Regions from separate parts of the Mus musculus genome. Here regions 2 and 3 are each linked to region 1. A link is a contact called in public HiChIP or PLAC-seq data. All regions are on one chromosome and are shown on one strand. Each heading gives the region's core, a stretch centred on a gene start, on an enhancer-like site or on the middle of the called end of the contact. The rest is flanking DNA. Distances are from core to core; before and after follow the strand shown.

Region 1 (2,970 bases), core at 99-2,598:
ATAGATTTCCCTCTATGTCCACTTGAGGGCGCTGGAACCCACGTTACCGAGCCTCGCAAGAAACTTGCTCAGGGATGCTCTGAAGCCTTCCAAAGGGGCATGCTCCAGATGGTGGCAGGAACCCTGACAGCCTGTCTATCTATGAGAGTCTAAATGTGCTGACTCGCTGAAAGGGAAACCATAACTCCCACTTAGGAATCCCACAGCACGGGTTTGAGCCCATTTTAAAAGAGGCATTCACCAAGCTGGAGGGAGTGGATCGGTGGGAAATAATTGGAGGAGGGGACACCTACCCAGGGATCTGGCACTGGTTGGTCAGAGTGAAGACAGATTTGGGGAAGTGGGAGATGGCGCTGCCTTTCCGAAGGGCTTTTGTTTGGAAGAGGAACTAGCTTCATTTTATGTTTCCTGCGGCTGAACTGGAGCCTATAAACAGTATTCTCTTCTCAATAGAGAAGAACAAGGAAAGAGAGCCAGCAGCGTAGCTGAAGCAGCAAGCTGGGCTAAGACTGTTTCCAGCTCACCCATGGCCTGCTAATGACACCACCTTAGGGCTCGACAAGCCAGTAAACTAACCTTTAACTGTCTCCTAAACTCAGTCTTTGCATGAAGCAGTCTCAACAGTGTCTCCTGAGGATGGCTATGGCGACCCAATAATTTAAATAAAGTGTTCAGCATAGTGCCAAGCAATTTTACTTATCTCTATTTTCGAGAGCACAACTAAAAAATAAAAATGTATAACTGACCCTGAAGACCTATGGTGGACTCCCATTAAAGGTGGCTGGCTCTATGCACCCAAGAATCTGTAATTGATAAGTGTTCCTACTCCTGCTTTGCAAAGGGGGCTAAAGCAGTGCTCAGAGAGCCTAAGAGATTTGCCAAAGTCTCCAGACTCTGAGGTAGGCAGGCTGAAAGCCCAAGCCTGGTTTGTGTCTTCCTGTGGCCCCAAGCCAGGACACGCCACTGCCTGTCTGTGTCAATGCTAGGTCTTCACCCAGAGGCCCCTAGGTCTGGTGAGCTTTTGGCGGGTTTATTCATCATACACAATGGCGCAGGGGCACATATGTTGCGCTGGCAAGGCTGGGCATATTTTCCAATGTCGGGGAAAGCAGTGGATGAATGAATAATACAGGCAGAGAGATCAACAGAAGGGGCAAAAGGAGGCCAGGGCCATATCAGCTCCCCTGCCCCCAGCAGGGCAGCAGAAGGCGCAGCTGGCGAGCTGCAGACTGGTGCTCCAGTCCAATCATCTTGCCGCTGGATTTTTGCACAGCTTTCCTTCCCCATTCTTTCTCGGTTTTGACACTTGTGATTATTACCAATCCTGGTGGCGCTGACGCACAGAGTGCAATGGTTACCATGGCATGCTTAATAGCGAGAGCAGATGTTTGGCAGGGGAGCACCATGCATTCTAAATACACAAGGCGAAAGTCGGTGGAGGGCGTAATTGATTTGCTGACTGCAGTGGGAAGCCAGCCCATGCCTGCTCAGGGCCAGGGCACCCTACCACACATCCTTGCTTTAACACTGCACAGTCTCATCATCAGCTGACCTCTGGTAGGCCCCTGGCTTTCCATGTTATCAATTCCCACCTGCTCGCTTGTCTTCTGCAGTACTTAACACCTGCAGCCTCCCAAACAAGCTGTGTCTGGTCTGTCTCCCGTCTGGGCTTGGCACAGCTGTTCCTACAGCTCAAGACGAGGTTCCTTTGTCTGCTGAGCAACACCCATGCAGACCCCAATTCTCAACTCAATCCTCTGTGTGTCTTGGTTATATCTGAATCGCTGAAACTGCTTGCTTTCTTCGTGGAATTTACTGCTGTGTTGTAGCTTGCTTGACTTCTCTCTGGGTAGAATGGTAGTTTCTTGAGGTCAGGAACTATGATATCTGTAAAAACAACAAGAGCAATAAATAAATAAATAAATAAATAAATAAATAAATAAATAAATAAATAAAACACTTGACTTTAATTTAAAGGGGGAAATGACACCAAATTAAACTTTCATTCATTACCATCAGGATCGAGTTTCTTGCGAAACGCTGTATAACCGGTAGCAACACCAAGTGGTGGCCATGGACGCACCCCCTCCCTGTACACAGGCTAGTTATCTGTATGCACAGAACCATTTTCTATTCCCCAGCTTCTCCTAGAAATCTGCAGTCCTTCTCTCATCCACCTCTAGGTTTTCCAATCTCATCTGCCAGTGAAGACGCTTCTTGATCATTACGCAGTTTCTTTGGCATACCCTCCCAAACATGTGTGCCCACTTCTTGCTTCTGCTTCCCCAACACCTCGTGCTAATTGCTTTCTCATTGCTCTGACAAAATACCCTGACAGAAGCAACTTCAAGGAGGAAGGGCTCACTTTTGCTTGCAGTCCAAGAAGAATATAGCCAATCATGACAGAGAGGCATGGTAGTAGGTTTGGTGGCAGGAACAGGATAGCTATAGTCTCATTGCACTCAGGCTTAGGATAGAGTGAGCAGGAAAATGGGGCCAGTCTTAAGTCCCAGTCCAATGGCTCACTTTCTGTGGCAATGCTCTTCGTCCTTTTTCTTTAACAGCATCATCAGCTGAGGGTCAAATATATGAAACATGAGCCTATAGAGGACATTTCACATTCAAATCAGAAGGTCCATCCCTATCGCTTCTCGGCCTTTTGGCTAAGATCAAGTGTAGAAGGTCCATCCCTGAAACTTCTTCAGTCCAATGTCAAAGGTCCCTATAGTCCCAGGAAAATCCCAGCACTGTTCAAACATCCAAAGTTTCATCAAAAACCCAAGGCAGTCTCTCAACTGTGACTTCCTCTGCCATTTATTTTTTAAGAATTGCATACTTCCAACATACATTAGCAGAGTATAGATTCCCACTCCATAGGAAGGAATGGGACACAGTAATGAAAGGTAGAGCCAAAGCAAGACCAAAACCTAGCAGGGAAAACACTAAGTTCTGCAGTTCTATATCCAGCAT
Region 2 (2,827 bases), core at 180-2,679, 1.2 Mb after region 1:
GGTGCCTCGTACACCCCAAGGAGCACTGGTATTTAAATAAATGTGTTGCCGTTTTATTTAGTAACTCTAGTCTTTTATCTTTGGCCATCACAAAATTTAGAATTCTTTAGGCTTTATTGTCCTGTTTGTGATTTGGCAATAATAGTTGGCTAATAAAAGAATAGTTTGGGGATTGTTTTCCCCCCAAAAGTATGAACAATATGGTCCTTTTATCATAAAGCTTCTCCCTGTGTTGATATGGAATTATTAAATATTCATAACATTCAAAGGAAGTTACTGAATCGTGCCGTAAAGTGTTATTTATTTCAGTATGAAAAGATATTTTCGGATTATTGGATTGTCATTTTCCTTTTCCATATGTTGTAAAATTTCACTCACTGTCATTTCACTTAATTCACCAGTGTAGGAAGCTGTACAGGTTTTATAACGATGTCGGTCCCAGCAGTGCACAGTTACTGCTTGTATTTTAAGTTGTTAGACATTAAGAAATGCTTTCAATGATAATGTAGGGTTTTTTGTTTGGTTTGGTTTGGTTTTTGTTCTGGTTTTCTATTTTTATGTAATCAAATACTTCAAAATTAAATATGTTAAAAGGTGAAAGAGTGAAGCCAAAGATGTTTTGAAAAACACCAAAATCTGCAAAGTTTTCCTTTTCTCTGTTTAGATGAGCCTTAAGAGTTATTGTTGGGCTGAGAGGTGGACGTTGTCTCCTTACCCAAGGAGAGTTTCGTACTACATGACTGAGACTTCCCTGGGCTCATGAGATAAGACCATGGGTACAGTCTGTGACACTCGGTTGCCATTGTCTAGAATCTAGTTCTCAGCTTGCCTTTGAACAGACTCTGAAACATTTTGATAATATTTGTGGGTTTTGTGGGGGCCGAGCATGTCTGCCTTTCTTTTCCTTACCTGCTCCTGGTAAGAGCCTCCAACATCATTTAACAGCTTGTCTGCTAACGGCTTAAGGACACAGAATAGCAGCTGCATTACATAATGTGTTCTAAGTTAAGGAATTTGAGATGTCATTACCCAAATGAAGATGTAAATTGTTTTGTTGGCAAGGCTTATAAGGAGGGTTTTGTTGTTGATGGTGGTGGTTTGTTGTTGTTGCTGTTTGTTTTTTTGGTATTTTGGAGGGTTTTTGTTGTTGTTGTTGTTGTTGTTGTTTACCTGCTATCACATTGTATTGGTTAGCATGGACTATTTTAAACCAGCATTCTATTTAAACAGTGTCAGCGAATTCTGAGAGCTTGCCAAACAAATCCTCAAAATGGTTGCCAAGCTGTAAGATGGCTGCCAAGATCTAAGCACACTGAGCAGGTTCAAAATGGTGACCAACTTCTCAGAATTTGTTGGTCAGGTTCTACTTCTGCCAGTCCCTTCCCCCATGCAACTAACACCCAGAAAGAGGGGTGGATCCCAAAGATGCGAGACTTGGCACTAACTCCTTGGCACGAGTCCTTGTAGTGTCATCCAGAGATTCGAGGAGTCACCGAGTACTTCTTGTTTCACATGCTTGGCAGGAGACGATTCGAGGGACACTGGGGTGAAAAGCCATTGTAAAATAACATGGCCGTTTCCTCTTCCTGATCTAGTGTGCACCAGATAATTCTCTGGAAGAGATGTGGGGAGACTAGACAAGGCAATACTTTCTTCAAAGAGCTTTTTAAGCGAGAGCAAAAAGTGTTGACTAAGACTTTTGGGCTGTGCCTTTTTGTACTGCTTGCATGAAGTGGCACAAACTTTATATACAACAGGTTTAAGATTTATTTTAGTTTTGCATTTGTTTACTTAAGTTTATAGCAATTGCATTCTGGCAGTTGTGCTACTTAGCAGATTGAAATAAAATCATAGGGTGAATTAAAACATACTGCTGTTAGTACTGATTAGAATTTTAGCTTAGTGTAAATACCGGATGCAGGGTCCAACTTTTCAGACACTTGGCATGAGCTCAATAGGGATCTCCAGGCTACACAGGAGACAGTGTGTGTGTTTGGATGCTTTAAGAATTCTTGGATAGGTGCAGCAGACTGCTACTGCTGGCACGGTGGTTCATTGTGCTGGCTGCATAGTGTGCTCGGATTCCAAGGTAGACAGAAGAACTGGGGAAACGAGAATAAGGGAGAGTAGTTTGAACTTAAAACACAAAACCCGAAGAAAAGAATTTCTGTTTAAATTGTAGAGCTGTTACTGTGCACTTTGGCTATGGATACAAACAATGATTCCTAAACTAAGGTGAAAACGAAGGGCTTGGGGCGATTTGAAGGATGCCCTGGTAGCAAATACAGTTTTAAAACTGGGGATTTTTCTGAGATGAACATATACAGATGGATTAGCTTCTGCGGGCAGTAAGTATAGCAAATGAATTCCTTAAAAGGGGCTTGTGCTTAGCACCACCAGAGACTAGCTTTTGTTCTGCCTGAGACCAGATTCTTCAAGGTAGCTTTTAATTGGCACAAGCAGTTTGGTTGGTACTTGGGTAGCTTTCAAAAAAGCTGTTGGTCCTAACAGGTGCTGTTGCTGTTGCTGTTGCTATTGTTGTTGCTGATAATAGTTCAGAACTAGAATTAGAAGTTACTTAGTGTGAGATTTTTTGAACTCTGTGAATTTGGGGTGGGTGGTTCAGCATGGAGCCTGCTTTTGGCTCTGCACACCGTAAGTCAGAAGACATCTAAGAAGAGTGGCTTTTGATACATGGAAACTTTTCTCTTATAGTTAGCCAAAGATGCTTGTTGCCATTTAAGCTTCCTACTATCCATTTCTAGCCTTTTCTCTCTTAGTAAGCAGTTGTTAATAAAGACACAATCATTTGATAGGAGAAGCCAGA
Region 3 (2,982 bases), core at 191-2,690, 1.7 Mb after region 1:
TGACTCTAGCTTGTGCCAAGCTCCCATAAGACTAGCCAGCACTCACGGGCAAGAAAGCTAAGATACCAGCGTTATGTTTTCTTTATTTGTTTTTTTATTATGAATGGGGTTACTTTCTTGATTTCATTTTTTACCAAGCCCCATTGTTTGTTATGAAAAGCTACCGATTTTAAAATTTTATTCATGTACTGTGTATTTATTTTTGAGACAAGGTACGTCCTGATATCTACTTCAGTAGTCCAGGCTGGCCTGAATTCACTCTGTACCTTAGGCTGATTTTGAACTCACAGCAACTCTCTTGTATGTGGTTTTTTTGTTTTATTTATTTTTTTACATTTGTGTGTGTGAGAGGGCATGGGGGGGGGTGCTGGGGGAATATGGAGCTCAAAGAACAACTTGCTGTAGTAGGTGTGGTTTTTTCACTATATGGCTTCCTGGGATAGAACTTGAACACAGGCGAACAGACTTGGGCAGCACCTTCCTTTACCCACTGAGTCATCTTGTCCAGTCATCATTGATTTTCTACCTTTAATACTGACATCCACAAATGCCATTTTACTTGCTTCTTTTCTATTAGTGTGCCCTTTATTTCTATTCTTAGTGTGTTTTTTTTTTTTTTTTTTTTTTTTTTTTTTGAGACAGGGATTCACAATACTACTTGAAACCCCAGAGCATATAGGGATTAGAGGTGTGCACCACCACCCAGCCATGACCGCTGTTTGCTTTGGCATAAGTTTCCAATAGTATGTTGAACAGGACAGATGAAAATGCATATCTTCTCTTTATTCCTTACATTAGCGGGGAAATTACATACCTTCTTACAAGGCCTAACAAATGTTATTTCCCTGAAATTATCACACAGCCATGAAGTATCAAACGCATAACCAGCAAATGCCCTAGTGTTGCTGTTGCTTGTATTATATTCATCTTTTGAGGATACCATTTTATCTCTCATCCCTGTCAATCACAGTGCCTAATAGCACATTTATTCAGTAAGATATCTGATGATTGATTCTCTTTAGCCTTTGAGTAGCCTATATTAAATAATGTAAATGCTTATCATCAAAATTCTAAATAAGAAAGACACTCATAATTACCCTTAGGATGACTGGGACACAGATTGACATTTACGATCTTTTACATTGAGTCAGCAAATCTGGCAAACAAAAGGGACACAAGAAGGCTGGATCAGAGGGGCCTCGGGCTAGGGGCTAAGTGGACTTGTCGTTTGTTTGGGGTCTCGGTTTTGGGTCAGCGCTGGTGGCCCACAACTCTGTACCTGGACGCAAAGGCCTCCGGCCTCCTCTCCAGGGCTGGTCGCCCCACTCGTCCCCCGGACCCTTCACAGGCGCGCAGACGCCCGGGGGCTCGAGCCCCGTTCGCCCCGCCCCGCCCAGCCTCCGGCGAGGTGGAGAGCGGCCCAGGTGAGGAGGCGGCCGCACTTCCGTCCAGGTGAGGGCAGCAGCTGTACTTCCGCCAGGTGAGGAGGCCGTCCGTGCCCGCAGCCCCGGGGCTCCCACCCCGCCGTCGCCCGATCAGGTAACGCTCGCGGCGCACCGAGCAGGGATCGCGCGGGAGCCGCGTCCCGAGCCCACGGGCAGTGCCCTGGGCAGCTCGCAGGCCTAGCGGCGGCCTGCTACCCACCCAGCCAGCCAGGCGCGGACTTCCAGGCCCGGCTGGCCGGCCTGCGAGCGCAGCGATCGCGCGTGCTCGCGGATCTAGCGGCCCGCGGCCTCCCGCAGCGGGGCGGAGCCTCCCCGCGGTCGGTGGGAGGGAGGGGAGGGAGCAGAGGAACCGACCTGGCCTCGAGTGGGCCTCGCGTCCCTCCGGCCTCTCTCTGCTGAGCTGGGGAGGTGGCTCTTAAGTCTTTGGGAAAGTTAATGGATTCCTGCTGGGAATCAAGTTCTGGAACGCACATCTTTCCCACCTTTCGAATGCCCCACCCCTCCTTGGAATCTTCCCTGGACTGTTGTTCCCTTGTACTTTGCCTCCTGTGGACTCTTTCCACTTCTGCTTCGAATTCCTCTTGAACTTGTTTGTCTCGGCGGTCCAGAGGCCCCACCTTGCTGGGCCTGATTTCTCTAGATTGTCTTTAACCTGCATCTAACCTGTGGTCTCATCGTCGTGTCCGACGATTGTGTCTTCAATGAAGAAGCTTACGGGTATCTAGCATAATCTCAGTTCCTTTGAGACAGCTAGACCACATTCCAGGTCTGCGAGCCTTCCCCTGGCTTCCAATCCACCATTTATTTCTAGGGAGAGGTAGGGAGAGGTGGGATAAAAACTGGAATCTATTTATTTTGCAGAGTTAGAAAATGGGAGGTGAAGTTGTGACCTGCTATTTTAGGGCTCTAACGGCCTTTATAAGGTTTAATGAAATTTTAAGATACTTTGAACGTTAATAAATGCGGATGTGGAAGGATTCATCCTAATTTAGATGCTATTATTGGTGGCATATAGTGGACTTGTCATCAGAATAATGATTTGATTTAAAATTGAGTTGTATGAAGTTGTCACTCGAATTGAACTTCATCTTCATGAACTCTACTTACTGATTATTATTGGCTGGTGGGGAGGGGGATCTAATCTAGCACCACACACATACTGACTAGATGTGTCCCGTCCCTTGGTTCTACCCGCAGCCATTGAGCTTGTATGGAGCTAACATAAATTCATTGTAGGGAAAACAAGGGAATTTTCGAAAAAGGAATATAGCAAAGCAGTTGACAGGAAAACTGGAGGTGAACTTAGGTGAAGGTGGGAAAAGGAGGGGGATGAGAGAGGGGGAACAGGGTGTATGTGTGTGCACGTGGAAATGACCAAAATATATTGTATATCTCTCTGACATGGTCAAAGAATTAAAGGAAGAAAAAAGGATCTAGCAGCAACCAGAAACCCATTTCACTGATGAGAAAAAGTAAACAAACCACATGACTCTTTTCTTCCACTTTGTAGTTTTAAAGATAAAAGTGTCTGTGTTTT

The links. HiChIP or PLAC-seq counts read pairs in DNA pulled down with a chosen protein or histone mark.
Region 2: a contact with region 1 is called in an H3K27ac HiChIP or PLAC-seq map of stem cell-derived neural progenitor cells, with 9 times the contacts expected there. The contact joins two enhancer-like sites. A contact is called at or near these places in 1 of 484 Hi-C or Micro-C datasets (cerebellum) and 1 of 115 datasets of contacts at active chromatin or transcription factors (stem cell-derived neural progenitor cells).
Region 3: a contact with region 1 is called in an H3K4me3 HiChIP or PLAC-seq map of embryonic forebrain, with 12 times the contacts expected there. The contact joins the promoter of Patj here to the enhancer-like site in region 1. A contact is called at or near these places in 6 of 39 promoter capture datasets (cranial neural crest, frontonasal cranial neural crest, hippocampal neurons and 3 more), 1 of 484 Hi-C or Micro-C datasets (cortical neurons) and 5 of 115 datasets of contacts at active chromatin or transcription factors (astrocytes, embryonic forebrain, embryonic hindbrain and 2 more).

The regions. Positions count from the first base shown.
Region 1 is chr4:96,696,708-96,699,677 of GRCm38.p6, forward strand. No RefSeq gene overlaps it. Among named protein-coding and RNA genes, the nearest start is that of Cyp2j5, 34 kb to the left of the region's middle. Within about 2 kb of position 1,349, at least 47 of the 459 cell types and tissues checked have an H3K27ac peak or open chromatin away from gene starts, as enhancers often do. A contact at or near this core is called in cerebellum, cortical neurons, embryonic forebrain and 3 more, where this site is marked.
Region 2 is chr4:97,922,637-97,925,463 of GRCm38.p6, forward strand. All of the region lies in intron 2 of Nfia (nuclear factor I/A), which reads left to right. Among named protein-coding and RNA genes, the nearest start is that of Gm40208, 14 kb to the right of the region's middle. Within about 2 kb of position 1,430, at least 57 of the 459 cell types and tissues checked have an H3K27ac peak or open chromatin away from gene starts, as enhancers often do. A contact at or near this core is called in cerebellum and stem cell-derived neural progenitor cells, where this site is marked.
Region 3 is chr4:98,394,386-98,397,367 of GRCm38.p6, forward strand. Patj (PATJ, crumbs cell polarity complex component) reads left to right here and starts at 1,441. Exons shown (of 44, transcript NM_172696.2): 1 at 1,441-1,539.